Linked DNA regions of Mus musculus: all the other regions are linked to region 1. A link is a contact called in public HiCAR-type and promoter capture Hi-C data. All regions are on one chromosome and are shown on one strand. Each heading gives the region's core, a stretch centred on a gene start, on an enhancer-like site or on the middle of the called end of the contact. The rest is flanking DNA. Distances are from core to core; before and after follow the strand shown. Region 1 holds the start of Epha5 (Eph receptor A5). Region 2 holds the start of Uba6 (ubiquitin-like modifier activating enzyme 6). Region 3 has its middle 57 kb from the start of Gm24626. Region 4 holds the start of Cenpc1 (centromere protein C1). Region 5 has its middle 97 kb from the start of Gm35251. Region 6 has its middle 48 kb from the start of Gm35251.

What was found. Promoter capture Hi-C pulls out the DNA fragments that hold promoters and counts their contacts. HiCAR-type assays count read pairs that join an accessible place to other places.
Region 2: a HiCAR-type map of astrocytes shows a contact between it and region 1, with 2.3 times the contacts expected there. The contact joins the promoter of Uba6 here to the promoter of Epha5 in region 1. A contact is called at or near these places in 1 of 39 promoter capture datasets (hippocampal neurons) and 1 of 115 datasets of contacts at active chromatin or transcription factors (astrocytes).
Region 3: a contact with region 1 is called in a HiCAR-type map of astrocytes, with 9 times the contacts expected there. The contact joins the enhancer-like site here to the promoter of Epha5 in region 1. A contact is called at or near these places in 2 of 39 promoter capture datasets (hippocampal neurons and stem cell-derived epiblast-like cells), 4 of 115 datasets of contacts at active chromatin or transcription factors (SST interneurons, astrocytes, embryonic forebrain and 1 more) and 1 of 9 other capture datasets (embryonic stem cells).
Region 4: a HiCAR-type map of astrocytes shows a contact between it and region 1, with 5 times the contacts expected there. The contact joins the promoter of Cenpc1 here to the promoter of Epha5 in region 1. A contact is called at or near these places in 3 of 39 promoter capture datasets (the C10 cell line, cranial neural crest and hippocampal neurons) and 2 of 115 datasets of contacts at active chromatin or transcription factors (astrocytes and embryonic forebrain).
Region 5: a contact with region 1 is called in a promoter capture Hi-C map of hippocampal neurons, with 9 times the contacts expected there. The contact joins the enhancer-like site here to the promoter of Epha5 in region 1. A contact is called at or near these places in 3 of 39 promoter capture datasets (hippocampal neurons, liver and maxillary cranial neural crest) and 3 of 115 datasets of contacts at active chromatin or transcription factors (embryonic forebrain, embryonic hindbrain and forebrain).
Region 6: a promoter capture Hi-C map of hippocampal neurons shows a contact between it and region 1, with 7 times the contacts expected there. The contact joins the enhancer-like site here to the promoter of Epha5 in region 1. A contact is called at or near these places in 5 of 39 promoter capture datasets (the 3T3-L1 cell line, cranial neural crest, hippocampal neurons and 1 more) and 4 of 115 datasets of contacts at active chromatin or transcription factors (SST interneurons, embryonic forebrain, forebrain and 1 more).

What each region holds. Positions count from the first base shown.
Region 1 is chr5:84,416,090-84,418,789 of GRCm38.p6, forward strand. It overlaps Epha5 (Eph receptor A5), which reads right to left and starts at 1,293. Exons shown (of 16, transcript NM_007937.3): 1 at 230-1,293. The coding sequence starts at 416. Gm42163 reads left to right here and starts at 649. Exons shown (of 4, transcript XM_030254978.1): 1 at 649-687; 2 at 1,025-1,468. The coding sequence starts at 649.
Region 2 is chr5:86,171,340-86,174,039 of GRCm38.p6, forward strand. It overlaps Uba6 (ubiquitin-like modifier activating enzyme 6), which reads right to left and starts at 1,404. Exons shown (of 33, transcript NM_172712.2): 1 at 1,329-1,404. The coding sequence starts at 1,399.
Region 3 is chr5:85,770,933-85,773,632 of GRCm38.p6, forward strand. No RefSeq gene overlaps it. Among named protein-coding and RNA genes, the nearest start is that of Gm24626, 57 kb to the right of the region's middle. Within about 2 kb of position 1,344, at least 29 of the 459 cell types and tissues checked have an H3K27ac peak or open chromatin away from gene starts, as enhancers often do. A contact at or near this core is called in astrocytes and stem cell-derived neural progenitor cells, where this site is marked.
Region 4 is chr5:86,064,146-86,066,845 of GRCm38.p6, forward strand. It overlaps Cenpc1 (centromere protein C1), which reads right to left and starts at 1,438. Exons shown (of 19, transcript NM_007683.4): 1 at 1,183-1,438. The coding sequence starts at 1,200.
Region 5 is chr5:85,608,056-85,610,755 of GRCm38.p6, forward strand. No RefSeq gene overlaps it. Among named protein-coding and RNA genes, the nearest start is that of Gm35251, 97 kb to the right of the region's middle. Within about 2 kb of position 1,331, at least 3 of the 459 cell types and tissues checked have an H3K27ac peak or open chromatin away from gene starts, as enhancers often do. A contact at or near this core is called in hippocampal neurons, where this site is marked.
Region 6 is chr5:85,753,005-85,755,704 of GRCm38.p6, forward strand. No RefSeq gene overlaps it. Among named protein-coding and RNA genes, the nearest start is that of Gm35251, 48 kb to the left of the region's middle. Within about 2 kb of position 1,432, at least 4 of the 459 cell types and tissues checked have an H3K27ac peak or open chromatin away from gene starts, as enhancers often do. A contact at or near this core is called in hippocampal neurons, where this site is marked.

The DNA of each region.
Region 1 (2,700 bases), core at 43-2,542:
CACAGGCAGGTTCTTTGCCTGGCGAGCACTCTGCAGCTATGTCAAACAATGCAACCAAAGATACCAGAGAGATCCGGAAACGCCAGCAAAAGCGGACAAACATTAATTGGAGATGAAGAGCGGGGATTTAGTCTCCGCAGCGGCGCTTGGAGCGCTGCGACCGGCTGACACAAGCTCCACCTCACCCATCCACCCCAGGGCGCCTTGGTCCCCACCTCCATTTCCCTACCTTCGTTGCTGGGGCTGGCCAAAAGGGTCCGGAGCGCCGCACACAAGAGAAGGCACGTCCAGAGGGGGCCCTTTAGAGGTGCCGAATAGCAGCCTGCCAGAGAGGCAGGGACGCGGGGGGTGTCGTCGCCGCCACCTCTGCCCTGGGTCCGTCGGTGTCCCGCACCGCGGGGCCCGGAGCCCCGCATTTTCTACTACCCTCTTCTGCCTCTTGTGTCCTGCGTGGCTCAGCCTAAGGTTCAGGCTTGGTGGAAGGGGCGAGAGAGACGTGGAACTCCTCCTCCTGGTGGGGTCCTGTACCTTCTGGCTCTCGACCCCTCTAAATGCGGGAATCACAGATCCGCAGAGACCGCTGAAGAAGTTTGCTTCTGGCTCCTGTCGCCCTCCCTTTCAGTTGGATAAGATGAATTAGAAGTTCTGATGGCTAGTACAGTCCTGGGTGGGCTCGGTCAAGGGTCTGTAGAGGGTCGGGAGTCCCGCTTCTTTGCCCTTTAAGACTTTTTCTTTTTCTGGCACCCCCCTTCTTCTTCTTCTTCTTTTTTTTTTTTAAGTGCCACCAGGGTCGGAGTGGTGGTGAAGGTTCCCTTTCAGTCTTCAGTGCCGATATGGACGAGATTAAAGAAGACGAGTCATCTTAAATCAAGATGATGTTTTCAATAAAAGAGAGAGAGAGACAGAGAGAGAGACAGAGAGAGAGAGAGAGACAGAGAGGAGGGAGGAGGGGGGAATCAAGCAGAGTGTCTACGGATCAAGGGGAGAAGAGTAGAGCAAACGGTGTGTGGCAAACACCGAGTAGAGTGGAGCCCAGGCAGCAAGCGATCTAGAGAACTGGAGAGGCTGGCAGAGGGAAGTCAAATCGCTGCGGGCTGAGCTCGGCCGGGGGCGGTGCGACCGGCGGAGCGGGCTGGAGCGCGGGCCCGAGAGCGCAGCAGAGCCCGGAGGCTCGAGCCGCTGCGGTTCCCGCTGCTCAGCGCGGAGGCGGAGTGCGCGGCGACCAGGGCGAACCGGCGACTGCACCCGCGCGGCGCTCGCTCGCTCGCTCGCTCGCTCGCTCCTGCTGTGTCTGGAGCTCCAGCGTCTCCCCGAGCCTCCCGACTCCGCGCCTCCCACCTCCTCCCTCCGCCCTGCGCTCCCCCGCCCTCTGCTGCTCGCGGCCTCGCCAGTGACAAGCTACTGTAAGTGTGACTCGCTTAAACGAAGTCGCACACCCACAGAGGGAAGTAATCTGCAGGCTGCCGTGGTGAGTGTTGCCTAGCGGTCTCTGAGAAAGGCGCGTCTTCCTCCCGGGATAATTAGGGTAAAGAATCCTCGCTACAGTGCCTGCGAGGACCAGAGGTCCCTGAAGGAGGAAGGGAAGCCAGCCCTAGCTCAGACCGCAGCAGGAGGATCAGTGGGTCCCTGAGTCTGGCATAGCGCCTGCTGCCCTTTGCAGACTGTGGCACCAACAACCTTGTCGTCATATAACAGCACATTCACAGGCTCTGCTGGTCCGTGGATAGTTTCTTTAACACCTATGCCCCTCGGTTCCTTTGACCCTTTCTGTTCTTCTGGAATAAGATAGTCACTCAACGCTTTCTTGAGAAGTAAACTGTAGACTAAAGTCAGGGATAGCAGGTCGCTTTGAGATCTCAGAGAATCAAAGAATTTGACTGTTGGCATTTGTACTAGGCTAGGCACTCTATACTACATGAAGACTTAATTCATTTATTTCAGTGATAGAATACTTTAGTATTGAAATTACGTAATGGGAAAACATGCAGTTAACTCCAATGAAATTAACATGGGTATAATAATGTCAGAGCTTTAACATTTTTAATTATTTTAATTGCCCGTGGTTCATTACACTGAAAGAATAACAAATAACCAGGAAAACGCAGCTGAAGGGCATCTCCGTTTTTCTGTGCTTCCCCTGTGTTGTGTCAACCTGCTTTAACATCCATCTTCAATTTACTCGTTCATTGTTTCAAAAAGATACACAAGAAGGGGAATTTTAGAAGGCCAGCTCTCAATATCAGAATACAAAGTATCTCCCAAAATGTGTGTGTGTGTGTGTGTGTGTGTGTGTGTGTGTGTGTGTGTTTTAAAGAAGAAAGGCATTTCATTTAATTCCGGCCTTTGATAACTACTTTTAAGACTGGGCACCTGCTCACACTCACTAGTCTGTTGATGCCTTCAAAATAAATTTGTCACAATGGTTAGACGGTGCCCTATGGGTTTTGTTTAGATGCGTTCAATAAAGGAGAAAGAAACACTGCAGCGGTGGCACACTCGTTTAAGGAGATGGACGCTCATCTTTGACCCCCCCCCCAAATGTTTTGGCAATAGGAAGCCGAAAACAGATTCATTCTATTATAATGTTCTTCGAATGCATGAAGCCAATATAGAGGAGTGGCAGTGAATCTGTCTTCCAGTTTGGCTAAGAGCCTCACTTCGAGATGGAAAGTTAAAATTTATGGGTCTATTTGAAGACCA
Region 2 (2,700 bases), core at 154-2,653, 1.8 Mb after region 1:
AGTTTTAAAATGTGTTGAAGTTAATTTCACTAACTGTTGCTATGTGCAGTGCTTGCTGTTGAGATTTTTAGAGCAACCAGACACTAACTGCACTGTAAGCACCTCATATAATAAAGTCAGCATATTCACACAACATATACTAAAACTATATATAAACCTGTAGTATCCTATCATTTTGTTTCTATTTTACACACTTTATTGCACTTGCTATTCTATGTTACACACAATGACTTAGGTGGATTAAAGTTCTGACTAAAAATGAGAACGGGGTTATGCTCAGCCGCTTAATGGCTATGGCCAACACTTAAAAAGCTCTGTCTCAATGATTGTTTCGAGAATATGTTCAAAAACAGTCACGCCTGATTGCACATACTTGTAATCTCAGAAATTCAGACGAGGAGGGAGGAAGCCATCTTTGGCAAACTTGGAGCCAGCCTCAGAATCAATATAATAATAATAATAATAATAATAACAACAACAACAACAACAACAACAATAACAAATCATCTGTAAGAGCAACTAAGGGGCAGATATTTGTATTCAATAATATTTCTTAAGTCGATTTTGGCAGCATTGGCCAGGGCAGACAATACTTCCATCCAGTCCTTGAAGTATATGTCTCAATGTGCAATGTAAAGCTAGTAACGTAAGAAATCCATCACTTCTATATTTGGTATGTAATAGTCATATACTGGGTAGGATACAAGCGGGGCTTTCTTAACTGTAAGATGACCAAAAGAGAACTAACGCAAACACTGGAGAGAGTATACCAGGACCCCAACCCCGGAATTTTTGCAGGCTGAGAAAGAAAAACTCCAAGATCCTCAGCGGGAAATAATCCTAGGAACCTTGGGCCCCGCCCCGCGCTCCAACACCCCCGTAGTAAACAGAGAGGATTCTCGGGGTGTCCACACTGCAACGGATTCATCCTGACTTGAGCTCTCAAGAACAGTTTTCCTAAGGAGCACGGCTGGAGGAGGATAGTGCTCCGTGGCGCTGAAGGAAGTGTGCCAAGCAACAGGGGCCACAACCCTCTCCTGAATGACTGGCCGCTCAGAAGTAGTGACCTGAGGGAAGGATGCTGGACCCGACCCGGGAAGAGCCGGTCTCCTCAGAGGAGCGGAGCTGGAGCAGCGAGGGCAGCGCCCACGCCGCCACACCCACCGCCCGCCGGCTCGCTCGCTCGTTCGCCACCTCGCTAGCTCCCTGTGGCTCCGCGCGGCCCCGTGGCCTCCGCGCGCTCCGAGCCGCCGGAACGCGAGAACGGAGCCCGCGTCGGCGTTCCTCCGCTCCTTCCCGCCCAGCCTGCCCCGGGCCAGGCCTCTCACCCGCAGGCTCCCCAGGAGGAGCAGGACGCCTCTTCACAGGAAAGCACAGCCAACGGCTCGGACCGCTCCATCGCCTTCCGACAGACTGACTGCAGCGAGGCGGGGAGGCAGGCGAGGGGGCGGGGCCGCGAGGGTCAAGGGGCGGGCGGCGACGTCACCAGGGGGAGGAGCTGGGGAAAAGTACGCCCAGGACAGGGTTTCCAGTCAGCCCCTGGGACACCTGACTTCCGGTTGGGGCGGGGCAACGGGGCGCGCTTCCTTGCAGGTGAGGGGAGTGCCTACGTGAAGGCTGCTGAGCGCTGAGGGCAAACGCGGAACCAAAACGCGTCACTTCCGGCTGTGAGAGCGTACCGCTCCAGGGGGCTCGACAGCTACCAGATGCTGTTGCCTTGCAAATCCAGAACTGTTACAGTGCCTTGAGGAGATCGCTTTTCTGAACAACAACAACAAAAAGAGGACATTTCCAGGCTGGGATTCCACTTAAAGATTCCATTTAAATTGTTTTGAACATCTATTACTGATCTCTGTAGTCAAGTGACTAAAAAGAGCTGTAAAATTTGGCACTTTCATTTTAAGGGAGGAAAAACAAGGAACTCAAATGATATGATCAAAGACATACAGCCAGTAACTCATATTACCAGTTCTCTGATTGCCGATTTCTCATCTAATTCTTTTTTTTCATTCATTCTCATTTTACCATTTTTAGAAAACAATTGTGTACACACAGTACAATTAAGAATCTTTGTTGTTGTTTTTTTTCGAGACAGGGTTTCTTTGTGCAGCCCTGGCTGTCCTGGAGCTCACTCTGTAGACCAGGCTGGCCTCGAACTCAGAAATCTGCCTGCCTCTGCCTCTTCCTCCCAAGTGCTGGGATTAAGTGTGTGCCACCACGCCCAGCTATTAAGAATCTTTCTAACTGGTGATGTGTTTGACGAAACACTAGCCCAATTTTAAAAATCCGTGTTTGATTATAGACATAGGGCAGCGTTCTGTAAAGTATAACAGGTTTTACTTCAAAATTGTCTTGAAATCACAAAAATGATTTTAGGGTTGGTGGTCACCACAGCACGAGAAGTTGTATGAAAGAGTCACAGCATTATCAGTGAGAACACAGTAGCTTCTCCGGGCAGAGGAACTTTGCTGTATGTTAAAGCATGTTTTTATATTTTTTACTAGCTTTGTGTCTTGACTTTTTCTGTATCTGTTACTGCTATTAGGGAAAATAAATTTTTATTTCCTTAGTCCAAGGAGACCATGGATTTAAGGGAAACTTTTCTAACTTAAAAACTATCTGTCCCTGTTGTATGGCTTGATTGAAAAAAAAAAAAAAAATGTGGCTCCCAACCAGGCAGCATACACTAGCTTGAGGCCC
Region 3 (2,700 bases), core at 94-2,593, 1.4 Mb after region 1:
GGTTTTCACATTTGAGCTCTACATGGGGTGCATTAGAGTAAGAATTTAAATTTAACTTCTGTGTCCATAAAAGGATTTGATCTAACTGGACATTATTAAAATTTATCATCATCATTATTATTAATTGTTTATATTAAAGTGATTTTTATTTGCTTCCTTTGTTCTATTTGCCTTCTTATTTCAGTACTTTATGACCCAAATATTAGAAAAATGGTTTCATTCTGAGAGAATATTAAACTATAAGATTCGTATGGTATTTCCTTTAATTAAATAACTCGTTTAATGTGAGAAATAAGTAAAAACTCTATAATTTTAGAGGTAAGAAGTATTACTCATAAGAACTCTCTCTCTCTCTCTCTCTCTCTCTCTCTCTCTCTCTCTCTCTCTCTCTCTCTCTCTCCACAATGACATAAAAGTATAGAAAAATTGATGGCTTCATGGATGGCAATTTTGATGTTGCTTGGTTTGAGGTAGAAGAACTAAACATGATGGATTGGAGGGGGAAACCACAATTGTTCCTTAACTGAATGCAAGGTTCTCTGAAAAGAGGCATCCAGTGCATCTGGAAAGGGGAGTGTGCTATCTCCTCTCCCTCCTTAAACTCACACTGAAGCAGGGACTGTGATTTAAAACTCATCTATACACTTTCCTCCAAAGAAGAAATTATTAGCACTTTCAGGAGATGCAGAGCTCAGGCATCCTATCGATGTGGACATAGAGCATGAAAATGAAATGTTAAAGCAGAGATTGGGAAAAGAGCTGAAAAGTCTAAAAATAGCAAGAAAAATTATAGAGAAATTTCTTATAAACAACAAGAAGAAACAAATTCCAGGTATTAGTGGAATTTTAAATTAAAATTTTTGTTTTTGCCAAAACGGGAGCTATTGGGGGTAGAACAGATGTTTGGTCTTTGAAATGAACAGAGATTTTCTACAAGCAAGTAAGTCACCAAATACTTCTTAGTTCATAAACAATATACTCATATATTATGGGAGAGCCATTTGTAATTCTGTATTTTACACAATGAAATCATATTATTCAAAGCATTCTGAAGCAGTCAATGAAAAGTAATTGTAAATCTCTACTATTGTCAACCGTGGCACAAATCTCAGGACACATGATGGAATATAATAATAGGAACAGGAATCATTCTGGCTAACCCGTGAGAAAAGATCTATTACTTCAGCTCTAGCAGCACTGGTGGGGTTTCAAAAGATTCAGTTCGCTAATTGCAATATGCAAATTAATCAGGAAATGAATGTCTATTCTTACTTTCACTTTGACTGCCTGTTGGACTCACAGGCACCCAGTAGGAGGCTGCAGTACTCCTCCTGCCCTCACTAGTTTCCCCCATCCCAGCTGTGGTGGTTTGAATGAGAAGTGCCCTAGGCATCTGAATACTAGGCCCCACTTGGTGGTGGTGTTTTGGTAAAAATACAAGGTCTGGCCTTGGCAGACTAAGTATGTCTCTGGGAGCAGGCTTTGAGGTCTCAAAAGCCATGTGCTGGTTTTAGTCCCTGAGCCCGGGGGAGGGGGGGGAGCGGTATCTGTTGTCTACTTGTCCGTCTGTCTATGTCCTTCTCCCTCTCCCCTTCCTCTCTCTCTCTCTCTCTCTCTCTCTCTCTCTCTCTCTCTCTCTCTCTCTCTCTCTCTCCATAAACCCCAAATAAACTCCTTATTTGTCACCACTCTGGTCAGATCAGTGTTCTACTCCACTCCTTTAATAAATTATTATCTTATCTACTCATTGGCAAGTCTGGATGCCTAAATTACCAGTTCATATCCTATGACCATTTAATATTCTGTCTCGTCGTCTCCATTTCTTCTAAAGAATTTGCTTTGCATTCTAAAAATTAATCTTTTCTTGTCTTTGCTTGTAAATATTCTCTCCAAAGCACTCAGCTAGCTCCTCTGCATCCTCTAGTGGCAAAAATCTTTCAGCATAACCAAGCATAGATATCAGTCTCCTTGGAATTTAGACTTTGGGGATTTCATCTAACAGTGCGACCCCTCTGTTATACTACAGCATATCCACTCTGTTTCCTTGTAGTGGTGGATATAACATTTGAAAGAGAGGAAGTGGAGTCTGTGGTTGGAAGAACGGAACATGCATGAGATTTGCTTTTCTCCATATTTAAAGGCAGACTTTCCAGGGTCGTACGTTAACATGACCCTTCCTCTCACTTTCCAGTCAACATTCATCATGGACTCTACCCTGCAAAAGCCAAAATAGAGACTTTCAATGACATTGAAAAACCTGTGTAAAGGTAATGAATAACGTGTATCTCCTGTTCTCATGCACAAACTCACTATGACTTAAATTTTAAGAAAGAGTTCTTATAATATTTGTATTTATTCTTTGGACTTTTCCTATGTGGGTACAATGTGTCTTGATCACATTTAGTCACTGCTGGCTGCTTCAAACTTCTTTCAAGGCACCCTCAACACATCTTGATCTCACCTTCATGTCCTATGCCCGTGGTATAGTCATGGCAAAAATATGAATAGGGATAACTAAGAACTATATTTTATGGGGTATTGGTTAGCACCTTTTATTCTTCAAATTCCTTTGCCTTTTAAAACTTCTGTCCTCATTTAAGGGTTTCACCTTATGAAATGGCCATCTTTCCAGCCTCTACCTCGGGTTTTCCTGAAGTCCTACATATTTTTTTGGCAGAGATGCAGCTCAAGTTTTTCCAC
Region 4 (2,700 bases), core at 188-2,687, 1.6 Mb after region 1:
ATTATTTTATTATAAGTGCCTTTAAAGATTGAATTCTGACATAACTAAGCCTTCGCCAGTGTTCCGACATCCCAAAAAATCCTTGAAGCCGACAAACTTGGAATTCAGTAAGAAGGTTATCTATTCAGTAACATTCAAATTTACTTCTAATTCACACTGGCCTAGGGAATAGGTGGGTTTACCATGAAAGAGTTAGGGAATCCCCGAGACAGGTTTCTTCACTAGGTCCAAAAGAAACAACATAATCAGGCATTTACTAAGAACCCCTAGTGGTGGGCTTAACAATAAATAGACTAGCATTACACCAGGCTCCCTTCTTAGTGGCAGTGGCCTGGTCCCTGCCTTCTTTTGATGTATACATTCCTTATGTTTTGTGTCACTGTAACTCGGTGGATGTATCTCGCCTTGGTTCTTGTTATTCTTCTGTATAAAAAGTTCGATGCTCGACTAAACTGTCTTTTCATACATGTTAAGCATGCATAAACACACACACAACTACATGATAGAAACCATCAACGAAGGTTTTCTTTCAAAGATAAATTGAACTGCTGAGTTAGGGAGGAAATAGGGCATAGTAATCATACAAAACTTGGAATGAATATCAAGTGTGTCAAGAGACATAAAGTGGCAAGTCGTGGCCCACATCAAACATTCAAAGCTGGCACCTTTTAAAATATGATTGCCTTGTATAAAGCTTTATCATTAACAGGTGTCCCATAAATATTAGACTCTTCACATAAAATAGTATTTCGAAATTAATACTCGAGGTTTTCCAGACCATCAAGACTGGCTTGTACAATAGTCATGAGTATTTGGAAGACTGAAAAACGGGAAAAGGCTGAAATGTAGAAATGAAGGAATCTCTTCCGGGGGGGGGGGGGGGGAGCAGGCACGGATGGATGAGCTTACGACGTGAACCAGTAACAGTCCAGTTACTTCCACTACCAGTACACCAGCACACCTGATTTGTTACCTGTGCAGCTTTTAAGCCACCCCAGACAAGCCCCACCCCACCCAGACAGGCGGGACTAGGCACCCGCTACCCGATCCCTCCGCACCCCTCACAAGCCTCCGCACCCCTCACAAGCCTCACCCCACCCCACCCCGACAAGCCGGATATGCACCCGGTCCAGCACAGGGCGAGCGACGCATCGCGCAGGCCCGATCCAGACCCGCACTTACCAGATGGAACGAGGCCATGGTTCCGGCCCACTAGGTCAAACGGAGGCCTGAGAGGGAAACCCAAGCCGGCCAGGGTTCCAGGAGGGTTAGAGTAAGATTGCGGACGGAGGCGTCCCCAGAGCTGCGCGACCCGCACTTAACACTCAGCCGTAAATAAACAGCAGCCACCAAGAAAAATAAATGAATAAAAGTCAAACGAGCCACGCCTGCGCACAAGCCTAGCTTAGCCGGCCGTTAATTGGCGTTTTTTAAAGACTCCGGCTCTTGTTCCCGCCCATTCGCCTGTTACTCACCTATCAACCCGCCTTTCTCAGTTCGCCCCGCCCTCCTGCCCAGCGCGCCTTGCTCTTCCGCCCGCGTCTCAACCTCCCACTCATCGCCCCGCCTCTCACCCGTCGCCACGCCTTTCACCAGTCGCCACGCCTCTCACCCTTCGCCACTCCCCTCGCCGGTCGCCACGCCTCTCACCCTTCGCCACTCCCCTCGCCGGTCGACTTGTCCGGGCTTTGTGTGGACTCTCCTGTTCTACTTTCTTCAGACAGTTTGTTGCGTCTATGACTGCTCGTATTTAGAAAGCAGGTGTTGAGCACCACCTGTGCTCCTTGAGATAAATGTATAATACATCCCAGCAGTTCTACTACGGATTAATAGGTAATACTTAAAAAGGATTACAGGTAGAAATTGCTGGCGTTTTGAGCAGAGTACACTACGCAGATTCGTCAGCTGCAACCCGCCCATCTATACAGTATCTCTGAAAATAGTAATGCTATTCTTTTTTCAAGTATTTAAAAATTATTTATGAAGCAAAGGCATAAATTATATATGCATATCAGTAGAACGAACATAATGTTTTTAAGAGAAAGTGACTGCTTCTGTCTTATGCGAAAATTAAGGTAATGACCCCAATTGGAAAACAAGGAAAATACACCGATGTGTATTTTGTCCTGTCCACGTGACTCTAGGTCGCAGCCTGTAGCTGCTCTATTTCCTTAGGAGACAGAATGCCATAAATACATACATACATACATACATACATACATACAGAAGGAAGGAAAGAAAAGAGAGAGAGTCTGCAGGGATGGAGCGATGGCTCAGTGGTCAAGAGCGCTTGCTGCACTTTTAAAGGAGCAAAGTTCGATTCCCAGCACCCACAAAGCAACTCAACCGTTTGTAGCTCCAGTTCCAGGGGATCTGACACCTATTCCGGCCTCAGCTAGCAAAAAGCACGCACGTGATGTCCTCGCAGGCAAGCAGACAAAACAATCATACCTATAAAGTGAATAAATCTCTTTTTAGTGTAGATTATTTTAGAATGATGGGGCTCCATATGAGCTGAATGTGCTCATGATTGCAGCGACGCTTGCCCGGCTCGCCAGTCAGATCCGCCAGAGGGCAGCAGAGGTGCTGCAAACTTACTTATTTATCATATTCTCCAATGGGAAGCTACAGAGTCCAGGCAAACTGTACAACAGCTACGACTCGATAAATCTCCAAGAGGAGTCAGCCGACCCTGGCGGC
Region 5 (2,700 bases), core at 81-2,580, 1.2 Mb after region 1:
CAGGGGAAGGGGGATGGGATAGGGGGTTTTGGAAGGGAGGTTGACTCTGATCGGGGATAACATTTGAAATGTAAATAAAGAAAATATCAAATAAACATACACACAAAATAACTCTTGGCTAGAAAGTATATCATGAGCATGCTGTTTTAACAGGTGTAATTACAAAAGTTTATTAACAAACCTGGGGAGAAGTATTTGTTGTTTACCAAATTGAAAGCATACTCAAACTGGAATTGTATCTCCACTAGTTACTGGCAGCTCACAACAAGCTAAATACCAGAAGCTATTGCTTCAAGAAGCACATCAAATCTAAGGCAACTCAGGGACCAAATGCATGTAATACTAGACAGGTTCTGAGCAAAAATAACCTCAAGTAATTTAAATGAGAGGATTTCAGAAGAAAATTGCATGTAAATAGCAAACTGGGGATTATTATTAATGTAACATGCAAATTCCTTCTCCCTTTTTTTCCTCTTTCATGCTTTAAATGAGTAATTCCCACAAGGGAAAAAGAAAACCAGGAGCTCTTAACTACTAGATTTCCTGAAAGCTATTACTTGTATACAGCTGATATACAAGGAAAAATGTTGCTATTAAACTAAATTTTAAGTAAAAGCATATTATAGTAGAAATAAGACTCTCCAGAGAGTAATTTTATAGGACCATTATTGCACGGTAGCTTGGGCAGTTGAACTCACATGAAACAAATGGCTCTATAAAACAAGTCCCAAAGTGGCCTATTGCTTAATTAAATTCATATACAAAACGTCCCTCTGCCTTGACACATGTACATACATATATTAGATGTCTTTTAAATTCCACCGCTAAAAATATGACCTCATAAAGATGCAAAGGTTTAGACACCACTTCAAAACCAAGAAGCTACTTGAAGCAATATTTTACATGAAACTGACTTAATTCTTTTTTTTTCCTTTCCCCTAGTAAGAACTGTCTGTTTGATGCATATAATATGTTTAAGCTTTCTCTGTGCCTGTAAGGACATGCCATAGTCTTGTAACAAATGCAAATACTTTTTCTGCCCACTTTATCAAAGAGGAAGTGTATTTAGAGAACCTGCGTATGAATAGACAGGAACACATTTGCAAGATCTAGAGTCCAATCGCTCAACCGCAATGTGTCTACTTAGAAGAATGCTAATTTAATGAATGCAAATAAATTAAGACATGTTTTATGTCTTGAATGCAAAATTGTTTTACCACAATGTATAACTCCATTATCCTGCATTGTGGACTACCTACATGTCAGCAACAGCCCTGGAGGAACAGGCTGTGGTCCATTCTGTTCAATAGACTAAAAAGATTCTTAAAGCCATCTGGTATTAAATGTGCTCAAAGAAGATAAAAACACGAATAAATGAGCTGGCATTACTCAAAGCATTAGTGATTGATTATGAGGTCTGGGAATCCACAAATGCTCTTTCAATTTCTAAATCGGAATCTCAAATGACTCCCTTCTGTATTTTTCACCTGTTCTTTGAAAATAGAATTTAATAATAGCCATTCAACTCATACTCTAAAGAGAAAGGTGAATCAATATGTAAAATCTAGACAAATATGGGCAATTGTCAAATGCAGACAATAAATAAAAGCAGTTTTAAATAATTAGGCAAGAGCTTTTAAATTTGAGTAAAATTATCAGGTTTTCAAAATAGAAAGGTAGGGAATGGAGAAACAGTTCAATGGTGAAGAACAAATACAGCTCCTGCAGAGGACCTACGTTCAGTTCTCTGGACCCCGATGAGGAGAATCTATATTTACACACCTTTGTTTACAGCTCCAGGGGATTCAGTGCCCACTTTTGTTTTGCCTTCTCATATAGCTTCTCTCATATGCACACAATCCCACCTAGACATATATTCAAAACCATAGTTTTAAATTTAAAACAATCATTTTTTAAAATGGAAAAGAAAGTTTGTGTTTTGTTTTAATTTTTGCAACCACAGATAAAAATATCTTATGAATAATATAAGCATGTTACAGTAATGCTTCCTTCTTGGACGTCTTAGGAGTCATGGCAAATCCCCAACAAGGGAACACAAACCAACAACATAAGAGAATAACGAGTGTCAAGAAAACTTTACATAATACAGTGGTCTTCAGAAATGGAGACCAAAGACTAAGACATAGTGAGTATTTTTTTAATATTTTAATTTTAAGGTTTTTATTCTTTTCTCATATAATATGTCCCAACCACAGACTCCCCTTTTTCCCCTCCTCCCAGCTCCTCCACCACCTCCCTTCTTTCCCATACCCACTGCTCCAATCTCCTTTCAGAAAAGAACAGGCCTCCTGTGATATCAACCAAACATGGCATAAGAAGATTCAGTGAGATTAGACATTTCCCCTCATATCCAGGCTGCATGATGTGGCAACCCAATAAAATGAAAAATATGCCTCAAGCAGGCAACAGTCAGAGACACCCTTATAGTGCATAATTTTATACATGGGTTTTAGGAAAAAAATGAGCAGTTATATCAGAGAATGATTTTAGTAAAATTTAGTAAGGCCTGCTTTTTCCATGTCTTCTTGGCCTCTCGGGTTCAGGGTAATGAAGTAGGATGTTCTCTACTGCTTATTTCCTCATGATAGAATTCAAACATTTAGTTTATATCATACCTCAGAGGAGAAAAAGGACATGGAGTTCTTGTGTTCTCTTCTCTTTGGCTGAGATTGCATAGTT
Region 6 (2,700 bases), core at 182-2,681, 1.3 Mb after region 1:
AATATTAAAGAAAATAGATATAAAAACATTATAACATTAAATTCTATGCAACTACTCATACTATATAGAAGACACTGTTGTGGAAGCCAAACACAAATGTTGATTATTTCAGGTTTTGCTGAAGGTTTCCTTCAGGCTACAGGAGTTTGTCCAGGCTGACTTATATAGATCAATGTCTCTAAATTGGAGGTGACTTTGCTGCTCTGAGACATTTGACACTGTCTGGAGACACTTCGGTTGTCACAGCTGGGGGCGTTCTTGGCATCTAGTGGATACAGAAAGGATGCTGCTGATGCAGTGGATGCTGCACAGTGGGCAGACCGCCCCACCCCCAGGCCAAGAATTAACAGGTCAAAATGTCAATACCTCCAAGGTTGAAAAGCCCAGATCTACATTGATTCCTGTGCTTTCAAGGACAAATCACTGAATTTTTTTTTCAGCTTCTTGGGTTCTATATCCATAAAAAATAGAGTATAACACCTGGGCCTTGGTACTTTGCAAGGATGTTGTAAAGATAAATTTAGGAGGAAAGATCCCAGCTCTCGGAGGGGAAAGGGTACTATTATAGCCTGAGGTGTTATTATCAAGCTGTGCCGACACTTTCGCTCTCAGGAAGCCAAATGTTCTACTTGGAAATGATAATTTTCTCCACTAAATGAGCATTTTCTTTCCCAGAGGGACTCATTTTGTTCACCTTTTGCCATCATTGGATTGGGCCCATTACAGCTGTTGTTCTTCCTTTATGTGAAATTTCATAGCGTACGTCAACAACAGAGCCTCTCCTAGAGGAGTGAGTGTGCACTCTAAGGTAATAGCCACACACATGTAGCCAACTGTAAACAATTTGTAACACGACTGGCCTGTATATTTATACACACAGTCCTCAAACTCAGATGTTTCCCATCATTCAATAAATAATAATAGTATTCTTACGAGTCAAGGTACACTGTAGGCGACACTTCCAAATCCCGATGTGAGTTAACAGATCAATGGTAAATCATAACAACGTTCATCTGTTATTTATAAAGTGAAAGCTTTAAAGGCTAATTGGAACAGGGAAAGTAGCATGTAAGGGAACAAGGGAAAGTCAGGTAGGGAAAATAAAGAAGCAAATCCTAGAGAAGCACAAATTAATTCAACCCACATTAATTCAAACACCTTAAATGTGTAATTAATCAATAACCTGTGCATGAAAATTGCTCCGCTTGCAGAAAATTAAAATGGAACAGCATTATTGTGACGAGAAGGAGCTAATGTCAGTGCGTGCGACCCCAGATGTTCAAAGCGGTTGCTTCCTGGTAAAATCTGCGTTCACAACATCATGCCAGGACAGAAAGCATTGGCTAGGGAAGGATTTCCTTAACATGCGTGTTCTGTCAGTGTTTGACAGCTGCACGGTGCAGCGTAGGCGGGCACACCGTGCCAGGAGCTGTAGGGAAAAGTGGGGATGAGAAGGAAAAACTCGAATCGATTTATCAGATTCTCCCACTGCATGCCTGGGGAGATGCATGCAGCTGAGACATCTTGCTATGGCTTCTCCTGTGGCCAAAAGAGGTGGACAGGGTTGACAAGAAAGAGAGGTGATGATTAGTGAATGTGGAGGGAAAAGATGGATGCTACCAGACTAGGGAACAGGCTCCGAGCCCTACTTTCTAGTGTTGGCAAAGCTTGTTTTGGACGACACAGGGACAGCCTAATCTGTGGCAAGGGAAACCAAAGCACTAAAGAACAAACACATGGTTTCTAATTTCCATCTCTCTCGATATTGACCCAGTCACTGGATAGCTGCATGTTGGTTTCCTCTTCTGTGAAATGAAGCTAATGGTCCTTCTATAATAGAACTATTGCAAAGACTTAAAGAGCTGGTGACTAGGAAAATCTCATTACATCGAATGTTTGGTTGCAATTCAATGAATGCATATTTATCTGTTTATAGGAAAACAATTTTTTTTCGTGCTTAGCGTTAGCAAACTTTCTGTGAAACCTCATTCCACATCTTCCTTGGAGTTCTCTTTGACTCTGAGTAGTTGAAGCTCTCTTCTGTCACAACTTCATGTGGCTTCCTCCACTACTCCATCAGAGGGTACCATCCTTCACTCTAGTTGTAAATGTGGAGGAATAGTGAATGTGGGGGAAAAGGATGTGAATATGCCACTCTAGGTGGCTTATCTATCTATGATAGATTCTGCCATTCTCTGACATCCCACATTCCTGTCTGGGACTGCCCTTTATCCATACTGAAATGAACAGCAGAAGGGTGTGACTGAATATTGTCAGTTGTTTAAATCAGTAATGATTTTTGACAGGTTCTTACTATGTAGCTCATGCTAGTCTCATTCGCTTCATCCTCCTGCCTCAACCTTCCTGAGTACAGGGATTGCAGATGTGTACCCCTATGCCTGACTTAGGTACACTTTTACATGACTTAATTACTCAGCACGGATCAGAGAAGGATACAAGTAAGATTCAAGATGTCCGTTTTCATCATAGATTTCTTCATTGTGTACTACAGAATCTGAGGCCTAGGGACAGACTGGTTGGTGGCGAGAATAAGGAGAAAGCTAAGTTGGAGAGATCGAGTGAATTGTCCTCCCTTTCTTATCTATGTACAGGCATGTGAGACAAGGTGGGTCTCCAACTCTTGATCCCCCTGCCTCAATCTGTTGAATGCTAAGATTAAAGGCAAAGACCACCATATCT